Regions from separate parts of the Hordeum vulgare genome. Here region 1 is linked to region 2. The links are chromatin contacts, called in public Hi-C maps. All regions are on one chromosome and are shown on one strand. The core of a region is the stretch at or near the end of the contact, and the rest is flanking DNA. Distances in the headings are between cores, read along the strand shown.

Evidence for each region. A called contact is a pair of places that touch in the nucleus more often than the background predicts.
Region 1: a contact with region 2 is called in a Hi-C map of leaf, with 4 times the contacts expected there. The contact joins the promoter of LOC123443114 here to the enhancer-like site in region 2. A contact is called at or near these places in 4 of 6 Hi-C or Micro-C datasets (leaf and seedling) and 1 of 1 datasets of contacts at active chromatin or transcription factors (embryo).

The regions. Positions count from the first base shown.
Region 1 is chr3H:95,856,535-95,863,329 of MorexV3_pseudomolecules_assembly, reverse strand. LOC123443114 (nuclear pore complex protein NUP35) reads left to right here and starts at 2,599. Exons shown (of 3, transcript XM_045119378.1): 1 at 2,599-3,171; 2 at 5,565-5,676; 3 at 6,492-6,795. The coding sequence starts at 2,654. It overlaps LOC123443115 (thioredoxin-related transmembrane protein 2), which reads right to left and starts at 2,470. Exons shown (of 11, transcript XM_045119379.1): 1 at 2,217-2,470; 2 at 2,068-2,112; 3 at 1,690-1,746; 4 at 1,439-1,508. The coding sequence starts at 2,426.
Region 2 is chr3H:95,779,255-95,786,217 of MorexV3_pseudomolecules_assembly, reverse strand. No RefSeq gene overlaps it. Among protein-coding and RNA genes, the nearest start is that of LOC123439605, 64 kb to the left of the region's middle. Within about 2 kb of position 4,202, at least 2 of the 3 cell types and tissues checked have open chromatin away from gene starts, as enhancers often do. A contact at or near this core is called in leaf, where this site is marked.

The DNA of each region.
Region 1 (6,795 bases), core at 1,350-3,849, 79 kb before region 2:
CAGCTGTGGAAAAGTTGGAAGCTGTTTGGTTGAAACAACTGTCAAACTGTAGCTTTGTCTGTGAATTGTCCGTATTGCCCTGGATTAAGTGAAAGTCATCAATCCGTACTAACTGAAATTGTAGAATAGTTAGCATATTGACCTATTTTCATGAAAATAATTACAATGTTTATCACGGGATTGTAACCCAAAAATTTAAGCTAAAAGATGTGAGTTTACTTATTTTATGTGATTTTATTATAAATCGTGACTGTAAGAATATGACTAACGACCTACCTATGTATACCATATATGTATGTAATATGACTAATCGTGGACACATACTACTGTACTAGACAGTGTCATATCTCTGAAATTACCAGACAGTTTTCTGTCTCTCAAACTGCCAAATCTATCTCTGAAATTAACACACAGCAAGCACAGCCAGCTGCAGTAGAGCACGCCAAGCAGATCACAAACATAGCTGACTGGATCAGAGCTTGCCCGCAGCCGGCTAGCTTGGACGTCTGCAAGAAGATGAGGCGTCAAACTAGGGCAGCGACGACCTAGGACGGAACAAGAGGCGATCACCACGAATCTTGACGCCGACGGCCGCGTCAGTGTTTCTGGGATGCTAGGCGCGGGAGGGAAGTCGGAGATGGGGGACGCAGGCAACCGGAGCTGGGGCTTGCTCGAGGGGTGGAGGGATGGAAAGGGCTCGATGCACGAAGCCTGGAGGGGCGGCGAAGGGTCCGACCTGACGAGCAGCACCACGGCAAAGGGCCGGCCGGAGTGGCGGCAGCGGCTAGGAACCCTAGCCCGTGCGGGGAGGAAAAGGGAGCAGGAGGTCGTCAGTGCTGTTTGGTCAGGGCTGAGAGGGAAAAGAAATGAATCGGTATTGACTTGGGAGTGGCAGCGTGGGTAATTTTTGCCCAGAATCTGATTCTCACAGCCGAGAAGTTGGTTCGAGCCTGCTGCGAGCTGATGCGAAAACTACACTACCGAGAAGTTGTGGCTTTTCAAAATCTGCTGTGAGCTACCACCCCTTTGGTTCAGATTCTGCTTTTGCAAAGCAGAAGTTGGCTATGGAAGCCCAACCAAACACAGCCTAAGTAATAGACAGATTCAGTATGCAGGACAAGGGTACAAACGTTACATCATAACATCGATCAAACTAAGAGACTGCTACATAAACTAATATAACCTACAAGTTGTGTTGGAAAATGATTGAGAGCAGTTTAATCAAGCATTAAAAATAGCATTGCATGAATACAGATCCAGCAAAAATATGAACCACAGAATGAACACTGTAGGAGATTCAGAGAAGAAGGAAATTCTCCATTAAGTGCTCAAGACTTGAATGTATTGTCAAGGGGGTGATATAAAACACGATAGGCATTTTACTTTGCAGTTGATAAGAATGCACACCAATAAAACCCAAAGATAAATTAAAACATACCAATAAATCCCAGTAAGTAGCCGACAGTCAACCAATAATCAATAACAAAAGTAACCACCAACAAGAGGCCCTGCAAAGCAAAACAAGAACATATAAGAAGCATTAACATATTTAGCAATATCAACCGTAGTAGGGAACAACAATGTTTTTAAGTAACCTGGCTTACCCTTGCCTAGAAGTTACATAAAAACCCAAAATAATGATAAGTTGATAACAAATCAAGAGAACACAGCCATTCCATACTAACACACCTTTGCATAGAGCAATGAATCAGCGATGAATGTTTCCCAGTGTTCCTCCTTCACAATCTGGTAAGCATTACATTATGTGATCAGCAAATTACAGGCTTCATTCTCCATACAAATCATAGAAGTGCTTTTGAGAGACCTGCGTTTCAGACCTAACTGACCCCGAATGCATAGGTAAAAAATTAAAAAAAAGAAACATGACTAATGAGCATCATATCTCGTAGTGGCATTATGGTCACGCTAGCATAGCTAGGAAATTGTACATTTCCAGCTCTATTTCACACGCAGCTCAGTACTCCAACCAGTCGAATGGCCGAATTCCAGTATGGTACAGGGGAAATTTCACTCGGAAACACTAATGGTGGTCATTAAACACCGTACCTTCACCGTGAAGAGCACCAGGAAGACGAGCACCGCCTGGATCTCCTGCAGAAACAGACACAGGCGCCGATCCGCGTGAGCCAAAGCAGTTCAAAGGACCGGCGTGACGGCACGTTCCGGATCTAGAATCGGTGACCGCGGGATCTCACCCGTCGGATGAGGCGGCTGTGGAATTCGGCGTCGTCCTCGGCCGAGGGCGCCGTGGTGCGGGCCGCGAAGTAGGAGAAGAAGGCGATGAGGTGGAGGAAGTAGTAGGGCTCCGAGATGGCCACGTCGAGCCACGGGAACGGGTGCCCCCGCCTGCTCGCCCCGCCGCCCGCCGCCGGCGCCGACGCCTCCGTCGCCGTCGCAACCTCCATTTTTGCCTGCTTCAACTTTTTGACCCGGAAACAGTTACGCCTTCGCAGTAACCTCTCGTCTCGTGTGTTTCCCTTCAAGTAGGCCCCACCAGTCACGGGTCCACAAGTCAGTCGGTGAGCCTCCGTTGCTGACGCCTTCGCTCGCGTCGATAAACCCAAAGCCACACTCAGACAGACAGTCGATCGTGTCGCTAGGGTTTCTGCTCCTCCTCCTCCTCGCCGCCGCGATGAGCGCCACCAGGCCGGACCACCGGCGGCACCAGTCGCCGTTCCTGCGGGACCTCTCGTCCCCGGTATCCTCGTCCTTCCGCATGCCCCCGGCGTCCGTTCGCCGCGAGGCCCAGGCCTCCACCCCGCCGCCGCCTCCCCCGCTGCTCTCCCTCGATGACCTGTCCCGCCACTCCCCCTCCCCGCCGCCCCACGCGCCCCCGCAGGAGGCCATGTCCCCGTCGCCTCCGCCCGCTCGCGGGGGGTTCTTCTCCACCCCGCAGCGCTCCAACGGCTCCCCCTCCCCGGCGGCGTGGTGGACCCCCTCGAGGGAGGAGAAGGCCAGGGATAGTTCCCCGGTCGACGGAGTCGTACATCAGCAGCAGTCTCCGCCGACGGCGTCCGGGCAGCAGCAGCAGCAGCAGGTGGCGCTGATCACGCTGCCGCCGCCCAGGGAGGTCGCGCGTCCGGAGATGCCGAGGGATTCGGTGCTCTCCACTGGCCGGGTCGACGAGGAGGAATGGGTCACCGTTTTCGGGTATGTCCCCCTCTCCACTTGCTGACTCGATATGAAGAATGCACTAGATTATGATGGAATTTGTGACGTTGGGTTCATATAGTTGTGTATGTCTATACTTTAGGTGTTGTTGCAATTATAGGTAGGGTTGTTTAAGTGATTTGTAAGTGTTTGAAGTGGATCAGTGTACAAAAAATGGAGACTCGTGTATGTCTTGTATGCGGTATACCTGTAGGAGTTGTATGCAATCAGACAGAACCATGTGGTCATTGGGTGATGCAGTTTCGACATACCGTGATCTAATTGTGTTTTTGATACCAAGATTAGCTATATGAAATTAGCTAAAAAAACACCATGGTGCTTAAAATGATGATAATTTTAGGACATAGTACCATTATTATACTATTGCTGACTCTGACCAAATCACCGAACTCGTGAGCACATTAACCAATTCAGTTTCGCTAATTTTCTAGACTAGACTATATTTTGGTGGTTCGAGCCATCGACGTGTGCACTTTGTAGAAACCTCTTAGTATTTGTGATTGATGAAATTTATTTTCTGGCTTTTATAGTCTGAGAGCTATTCATTTTCAAGCTTTATGTGCCAATTGTTACAAAACAACCCTGCCCGCTGTGTCTGATGAGGAACTGTTAAAGTTCTCTTGTTATTTCACATGTGTATTAGGCTATGGACTGCATTTCCTGATTAACACATGCTGTCTGTATTATACAGTTACACGGTATATTTACGATTTGGTACCCTTGCACATTTGTTGGCTTTGTGATAGCTTACTATTGGCTATGTGTATTCTTCTGCGACCTTGTGTGAGTGGGAGTGATTTAATGTCCATATTCGATGGGTTTATTTCTGCCAAAGAATGATGGTTTTCTATGCTTTCTCATTTCATCATTTGTGCTCCTGTTACAGATACCTACAGTTAGTCGAAACTTAGCTAATCTGAAAGTAGGTAGCATTGTTTTTAATGTGTCGCCTAAGCGCTGAGGCGCCCCGGGATGGTAAGGCGTCCACCCTGCCTTAGATATGAAATGTATGGCTACTTCAGTGAAAGGTCCACTGTTGTCAGAGGTCTCTGCTACCGCCTGTTCCTCGCGGCATTATCATTGTGGCTGCTTCTGGGCCTTGAAGACGATGACCCCACCAAACCCCAACACTCCGGCGAGCATCCCTTTATGCGCCTGCTTCCCCTGTTCCTGTTGCCTTCCCTTGCCGGATCTACTCTGCTGTTGGGGAAGAAGGGATGCTGCGGTGAGGGAGAATCAGAGAAGGCTAGGGTCATGATCAAAAAGGATGAGTTTTAGGGTTGTGTGCTGCTACAACGAGGAAAGAGAGCAAAAGGTGTGCGGTGGCTGTGGTGAGGAAGGAGTGAGGATAGTGGAATTAGGTCACGGGACGAAAGTGCATAGGAGTTCTCAGGTGCTACGCCCCCCTATATTCAAAAATAATTTAGTAATTGAAAAAAAGTCAAAAAAATCCCGGAACTTTTTATAGAATCAAACATGACCAACTATTGCACTCGTATAAAAAGATTAAACAGGGAATTACTTTCATTGCATCCGGGATCAAAGATTTCCCAAAAAAAACTAGATAAAAGTACTATTCATGCTATATTGTCGTCATAATGTTGTTGTTTTTTTGCCCTAAGTCAACGTGAATAATTACTTAGCCAAATTTTTATACGAGTACATTACCTAGCCATATTGGATTCTAAAAAAGTTCTGTGACTATTTTACTCTTTTTTTTGAATTACTAAATTATTTTTTAATATAGGGGGGTGGAGCACCGAGTGCTCCTCATTCGCTCCCCACGGTAGGAGTATATAGCTACTATATGGTGTTTTGGGCCACAGGGAACTGAAGTGCATAGGTAGTGGCCCATCTCTCGGTCTTTCTTATTTTCCCTTGCATTTTATGTGTTAAACTGCTTGATTTCTCTGTTCCTTCTATATCTAAGACGTTGCCTTCGACTTACCGCCTCGCCTTACATGCTTCAAAGGTAAGGCGGGGGGGTTAGGCGCCTCGCCTCACCTTACTTTAGGAGGTTGAGCAATGAGAACAGCTGGTAATCTAGCAATAAATTGTTTTAGGAACCTTATGTAAGTTCTGCATCTAGGCGTTGGATACACCTATGATATCGTTGCATATGGAGACGTTTCTTGAACATATCAATAAGATGGCATCCCCATGGTGCCAGTTATATCCCTGCATCTGTTCAGCTTCTGATATACAGACATGATTATTATTGTTGTACTTGAATGTATATTTTCTTAAGCTATGTCGTTTGAAGCAGATCCTCTCCGATGCATGATCTAGTTCATTGGTTAATTTTCCTGTCCGGATTAAAATGTGCTTATGTATTCTTTGTCTGATCATGCTACTTGCCTTGTTTCTGCCAGTTTTCTGCCGGCTGATACCAACTTTGTACTGAGAGAATTTGAGAAATGTGGTTTAGTCTTGAGACACGTTACTGGTCCGAGGGATGCGAACTGGATGCATATCTTGTATCAGGTAAACTTGTACTTAATTGTTTGAGCACTGATACTTATAATATACAGATCTCTGTTTTTCCCTACTCATAATGAAAATATTAGCCTGAAAGTAATCTGATAGGATAAATATCATTGTGCGTGAGGGTGTATCCTCAAAAACATGGAGTGCTCTGGTACTCTGCCTGCAGACACCACTTCAAAAGTCATAAAAAACAAGAAAAGATGAAGATGTTCATTCAAATTGGGCTTGTGACTTTTTGGCCCATTATCACTGTCAGCACTGTCATTTGTGCTTCTTGAGCTACGTATTGAGCTTGCATTTGAAATTTTGTGACAAGATAGATCCATGCAGTGTCAGTGTTTTTCCAGAATTTTTAACGACTTTGATGGTCTGAAACATATGGGTGTATCGGGAGTATCAAAATCACAGAATCGGCTAAATACATCATATTTTTTGCTAGCTTATGTATTTGTTTATGAACTGATAATTAAAATGAAATGAAGACTGAAACAGACCGTAAGTAACAAAACAGTTCCTTCTGTGCACCTACTATACTATATCAGCATATCATATGAAGTGATGATGGACACAATGGTCAATATTGCCCTGTAGTTTGATTGTCCTTTACTATGACACAGTGCCTTGGATGTGATAAGCTTTTCCTAGCACCAATTATTTGAAGTGGGGCCTTGCTAATGTACTCTAGTTGAAACTTGAAACATGCCAACAGTTTGTAGATGTATGCAAGATTCCACTTTAAGGCCCCAGTTCGGCGCCTTGTTGGTAGTGCATCTGTCTCATTGCTGATTTGTATTTTCTTTTATGTGTTTCAGAGCCGTCATGATGCGCAGAAAGCGCTCGCCAAGCATGGTCAGCAGCTAAACAGTGTTCTTATCATTGGGGTGAAGCAAGTGGATCCATGGCAGCGCCCGTATCTGAACGAAAACACCAATGACACCTACAACGGCGGCATGTCGGTTCCATTTCCGTCGCAGGCTGTTGCACCGAGCGGTTTTGCCACCAGGAACACGCTGGCGCCTTTGCCGAACAATTCCTTGCAAAACGGCAACGAGAGCAACCGTGGGGCGCCTGGAGCCATCGCTTCGCCCGCGAAATCGGTCCTGTCCAAAGTCATGG
Region 2 (6,963 bases), core at 2,953-5,452:
ATCTGTTGATGTTGGTTAGGAGTACCTCGGACGGATGGAGCTCCTCTCTGGAGCCATGTCTGCATGGGCGGGCGGGAGATCAGATCACACCGCCCCATCCACACATTGTTTACTGATTACAGGCCGTGTGGGTTGCACCGAGACAGACTAGTAATGAGCAATGGCCTGTCTGCACAGATAACATAAGCAATGACCGACCTCGCCATTCCTAACTGGATGGGAGCCATTACTTCTGAATATATATAGGCCAGTAGTTTTTTCTTTTTTGGCTTCATTTCATTTTACTCCTTTATTTTAGATAAATTACCTGTATTCTTTCAGTTAACATATAAGCACATTTCTTTTTAACCATGTGAATTAATATCAATTTTCTATAATATGCACATGTTTTCAGAGCTACATCTGTATTTATTTTTATATGCAACTTGTGACAGAAATGATTTTTTGAAAAATGCACAAACGTTTTCCATATATGCATGATTTGTTTTAAAGCACAATTTTTCTAGGTATTTATTTATTTTAAGATACATGGACCTTTTTCATGCACATACCATTTTTACATGCATTAACAGCAAACTCTATGTATTTTTCATAAATTTTAAATTTTACATGCACATACCATTCCATGGTTCACTTTAAAATTTTACAATAGAACAATCATAATAACTCAAAAATAAAAAACCAACAGAAAACCAAGCAAAAAAGAACATGAGAAAAATAAAAGAAATCACAACTCCAACGCTCTGGTTTCCAAAAATTGGCTCGGGCCAGCACAATCAGTCCTATGCGAACACCAAACAATAGAAGGAAGATTATCCGAAATCACTAATTGAAGAGTACTCCTTTCGAACAGCACTCTCATCCCCTACGTTAGGACAAATGATGCACTACATGTGTGTCATTTATCGCAACCTAAAAGTTTTTTTTCATAGATCCGTATTTTTAAAGTTTTATCTTTTAAATCATGCGTTCAAATCTCAAACCGTTTTCATCGTTGAATTCTTTCATCGAGATCTTCAAAACTAGATGCCATGTTGATAGGTTTTGATGAATTTTTTTTTTCACAAAAAACCGGAAGGAAAAAACCATGCCTCTCGCGAAAGGAAAAAACCATTCCTATTTTCAAAAGGTTTTTTCATTTACGGCCGTGCCTCTCATAGAGGCAAATCTATGCCTCTATCGGAAGCAAAACCGTGCCTCTCGCGACTTTTTTAGAAAAACAATATGTTTTTTCTGTTGCGGAGAGGTACGGTCGTGCCTCTCGTAAAAGCAAATATGTTCCTCTCGCGAAAGAAAAAAATAACCAAAAACACAGTTCTTTTTCGTTTCCGAGATGCATGATTGTGCCTCTCGCGAAAGCAAATTTGTGCCTCTTACGAAAGCAAAACCATGCCTCTCGCGAAAGAAAAGAAATGCATTTTTATTTCTTTTTCAAGAGTCATGGTCGTGCCTCTCGCCAAAGAAAATCCCCGCCTCCCGCGAAATTAAAACTATGCCTCTTGAGAAAGGAAAATAGTGCATTTTTTATTTACGAGAGGCATGGGCGTGCCTCTCGTGCAAGAAAAAATGTATTTTGCAAAAAAGAAAAAAATGTGTCTTTTGACACAATTTTTTTACTTTTGTTTTTTGTCAAAAGCTAAAAATACCAATGAAAAACCGGAACAGTGGAAAAAATCACCTAAAAAGCTAAAAATGCATGTGAAAAAATGAAAATAAAAACGAAATTTAAAGTAAACACTAAAAACACAACACGTGACAGCGGCTGAGAACGTACCAAGTAACAACGCGTGAAAGCAATCGTTGAAAGGCTCCTAAAAAAACGCTCGTCAACTAGTTGTTTTCGGTTTTCCCTGAGCAATACCACATTGCGGGAGCTATGTCTCGCTTGCCCTGAGATGTAGCTTGTGTCGCCTCTGGCTCTAGCTCCACAATCGCTTTAGTGGCCGAGACCATTAAGGCGGTTTTTGGAAGGCTCTTTAGACCATCTTTCGTGATTTTGTTCTCTTTTAAATTGTTATGCTTTTTATCCCTTCTTCAAATACATATCTACTTCTTAATATAAGTTGTACATTTTTCAAATAGATGTGGAATTTTTATGCATGGTTTATCATTCTTTAAATACGTGACGCCTTTTTTTATACATATTGTTCGAACATTTCTGTAATATATGTTAAAGAAATCAACACGTTGACCGCTTTTGTGAATCGTACAAACATTCTTTCCTAAAAGTACATGAACATTTTTTTATGTGTAATTCTTTTGTTAAATGTCACTTGCATTATTTTGAATGGTACGAAACATTTTTTACATTATATACACGTTTGTTTAAATACCACAAACAATTTCTAAAAGGGTGTGATCATTTTTAAAAGTCATGATCAATTTTTTAAATTAATGGTACATGTTTTTTAAAAAATTTATGCAAACAAACAATCTACACTTTGTTGTATTTTTCAAGCTAACGGCGAACTTTTTTCCAAAGTAAAGTGAATTAACTTTTGAAATATTTGTATTTATAATATATCAGCCAATACTTCGCCAGCCCAATAGTATTGACCTGGATCGCCTTTTAGGCAAGACCTCCTACTTCGTAATGTTCTGATGTGCTCCTATGTGAGCACAAACAGCTCTTCTGTGCTGCTCTTTGCGGCCAATAATCGACCTCCCGCACAAGCAATACCTGACTAGGCCAACCCAGTAATCCCTCCCACACACAGTGCGCCCTGAATCGACCAGCCCATCGCTCATTGTAGTGACACGCCTACTCTAGCCTACACTTGCGAGAAAATGGATATGTTGGTGTACTTGAAGTAGTGTGTAGAGATCAACACGAAGCATATTTAGGAGCTTCCACCAGAGTTTCCAGAGGTATTTTTTGATCCAACAACTCTTGAGGCACCAACTTGGAGGGAAGCTTTGGCGCCTGCTAATGATATTTACGTTCATCAGATCCATATGGCATCAGATTGCAAGGTGTTGATATACGACATCAAGTAAGAAAGTGCAACGAGATATGGTGCGATCTCTAGTGAAATCATTGGTCGTGCTACTACCTTTTCTAGGTGCAACTTTATTAACGATTTAGGAATTTGAATGGGGAAACTCATAATTTCGCGAAGCATGTGTTATCCTTTAGGGGCTAGTCGGCATGTTTGGTTAGATCAGCTCCCGTTTCTTACCTATATCCTTGTAAACATTGTGACGATTTCATAAAGCTTCATGACATTGTCAAAAAATATAAGTCTATTGTAGTTGGCTGTCTACTGTATCATTCTATTTTTATTTTTTCATTAGTTTTTAGAACAAATACGTTTTTAGAAGTGTGGACATATTTGAACACAATAACATTTGTGAAACTTGGGAGCATTTTTTCAAATTCACACATTTTTCTTGAAAAGGAAAACTTTTTTTTTGAAAAGATGATCATTTCCCCAAAAAACAAATCTTTTAAAACCCTCAAATTATTTTTGAAAATTCGCAAATATGTTTTGCATATATAAACTTATTTTAAACATCATCATTTTCTTATTTTATTTTAGTTTTTGTGGGAAAACCTTTCAATCTATTGATCTTTAATAATGATAGACGGGAACTAGACGGGAAGACCTTTATTCAATAGAACGGGAACTAGACGGGAAGACCTTTATTCAATCTTCTGAGAACCGTCGCCGTCTTGCCTTCCTGAGAAGAACACAAACCCTAACAAAACTATTATATATATATATATATATATATATATATATATATATATATATATATATATATATATATATATATATATACTTAGCCTTCCCACCGGCAAGCGTCGGGGTCCACTCCAACTCCCTGGCCCTAAGGCCATTGAAGACGGGGTGGACCAACGATGGTGTGGGCGGGAGGCAGATGAACACTAGCTCTTTGGGGAGGCGACGACCGGCTAGATGAGTTGCACATCAAGTTTTATAAAAACACACAAAAAATGCTTGAATAATTTAAAGGTGTTGTATTGAATTTTGTTTTAGAAAACTCGAACATTTTTTGAAAATTTAGAATTACATTTTAAATTTCCCATGTTTTTAGAAAGGAAACTCTTTTGTAAAAAGGAAGAAAAGTAAAACCGTTAAAAACTGAACTGGACCGCAAAATGGGACCCGCCCTGCTGGTTCGGCTCCTATGCGAAGCACCAGCAATTTGACGTCAAGTAGGATTTCCAAAGCAGAAAGTCGGGAGATCCTACCTGCCGCTCTGCGCGGCACGTAGTCGGGGACACGCACACGGGGTTCGTCCCCCGACTGGGCCGGCCCAGCTTTTGTTTCTGTCTAAGAAAAACATACATTTTTTCTTTTTTTCCTGTTTCTTTTTATCCATTTCTGCTTATTTTCTTTATTTCTTTTTTTAAAATCAAAAGGAAAATACATTGAATTTCTTGGTAATTTTTTAAAAGCATGATTTTTTTAAACAAATTTTAAAATGTGAACATTTTTTTAAAGCATGAACATTTTTTGAATCAAGAACAGATTTGAAAACAAGGAGTAATTTAGAAAAATATTGAACAACTTTGGGACCGGTAACAAAATTGTAAACTACGAATATTTTTGATTCTTTAGAACAAAATTTTGAAATGGAGAACAATTTTGAAAACCAGATCAAATGTGGAAGTGTGAACAATTTTTTAAATCACGAACATTTTTTGAATGTTGAGGACAAACTTTGATAATGTGAACAATTTTAAAAAATCCTGAACAAATTTATATAAATAAATAATTTTTGAAAATATGACATTTTTGGAATATTGCAAATTTCCAAAATTAAGAACATTTTTAAAAACAGTTTAGAAAATCAAGCACATTTTCTGTAAATCCAAAACATTTTTTAACAATCCATAAAATCTTTCAAAAAAGAAAATTTACTTTTTTAATTTGAAATTTTTTTTTGAAAATCCAGAACATTTTTTTGAAAATACTAATATTATATGAATCTTGAGAACAATTTTTGATAATGATAATAAATTTTAAAAATACTGAACTAATTTATAATTGTGAATGTTTTTTGAAAATACGAACATTTTTTGATTTTTCAGAACAAATTTCGTAAAACAAGAACATTTTTTGAAAACATTAAAAAACTCTAGAGCATATTTAGAATCCAGAACACTTTTGTTAAAATCCAGAACCCTTTGCTAAAAAGCAAAGACATTTTTAGAATTTGAAGAACAATTGTTGAAAATCCCGAACATTTTTCTGAAAATAATAGAACTATTTTCTAAAAATCCAGAACTTTTTCTAAGAAGTCAAAATCGTTTTACGAATTTGAAGAAAACATTTTGTAAATCCCGAACAATTTTTAAAAAATCCAGGACATTTTTTGAAAAATCCAGAACTTTTTTAAAACATAAACATAAAAAACAAAAAATAACAAAGAAAAAGTAAAAAATAAAAATAAAAACCAGTTCAGGGAACCTTCTAAAAGGTTTCCAAAACCTTAAAATCCGACTTAAAAAGTCTATAAGGTTCCCAAAGCCGGGATCTATGAAACGCGAGGCCGGCTCACGCCACCGTGTACCAAGCATCGACAACTGGACGCGGAAAATCCTATTTGACGCCTACTGTGTCAACATGTCCATCTTTCGCACTGGCCAGTTCTTGAAGCCAGCGAATTGGGCTAGCCCACTCAGATAGCCGGTTTTACTTTTCCAGTCAGTTTTTTCGGTTTTAGGAACTTTCTAGAAGATTCCTTAAACTGGTTTTACTTTTTTTCTTTGTGTTTAAAAAATGTTCTGGAATTTCAAAAAATGTTCCGGAATTTGATTTTTTTTGGAATTTAAAAAATATTCTGGAATTTGAAAAGATGTGCTGGAATTTTGTAAAAATGATCTGGAATTTGAAAAAATGTTCTGGAATTTTTATCAAAATGTTTCAGATTTTTTAAAAAGATATTGCAAAATTTGAAAAAATGTTCCGTAATTTGAAAAAATAGAAACAAAAAAAAGCTGGACCGGCCTAGTTGAGGGCGAGCCGAAGATGGGCTGGCCCAGTCGGGGGTGCCACCCCTGTATGGCGCACGACTCTTGACCCAACGCACGGCAAATAGGAGGTCTCATTGGACATAGTGAGCAACTTATAGGATTTTCTAGGAAAGTCTCGGTAGGTGTCGTCTTGGGTCCTTTGTGACAAAAAAAAAGGCGACTTCGGCTTCATCCTTTGATAGACGTCGCACACAAAAGAATTTCAAAAAAAGTTTGATAGACGTCGTCTAGTCTAGGGTGGACGTGCAGGCTAGAATGGGGCGTTGGGAGCCCTCAAGGAAAACAAAAACAAAGAGGAAGCTTGTTCATCGGTGGGTACGTCGAGTCGCGCATGGATAGGAACAAGATTCCTCTCGAGGCGAGATAAGGAGGTACAAATGCTCGACCATACATGGATAATAATAACTCTCTTCCATCTTTAAAAAGGGGATTCCGGTCAAATCACACGATGAGCCGCTGTGACGCTCCATAATCTCGCCGATTAGCAAGAGCACACATACATGCCCGTGGCCATATGGAGCTGGTGAGGGAAGGGGCTTGCGCAGGGAGCCGGTGAGGGGAGGGGGCGTCGACGGGAGCTGGTGAGGGGAGGGGCCTGCACAGGGAGCTGATACATCCATTTTGCATCATGCTTTTATGTTGATATTTATCGCTTTATGCGCTGTTATTACACTTCACGCTACAATACTTATGCCTTTTCTCTCTTATTTTATAAGGTTTACATGAAGAGGGAGAATGCCGGCAGCTGGAATTCTGGTCTGAAAAGGGAGCAAGTTTGAGATACCTATTCTGCGCAACTCCAAAAACCGTAAAAATCAAGGGGGAATTATTTTGGATTTTATGAAAAATAATGGACGGAAGAAGTACCACAGGGGCGCCACCAGGAGGCTACAAGCCTGCCAGGCCCGACCTACCCCCCTGGCCGGGCCTGGGTGGCTTGTGGGCCCCTTGTTGCCCCT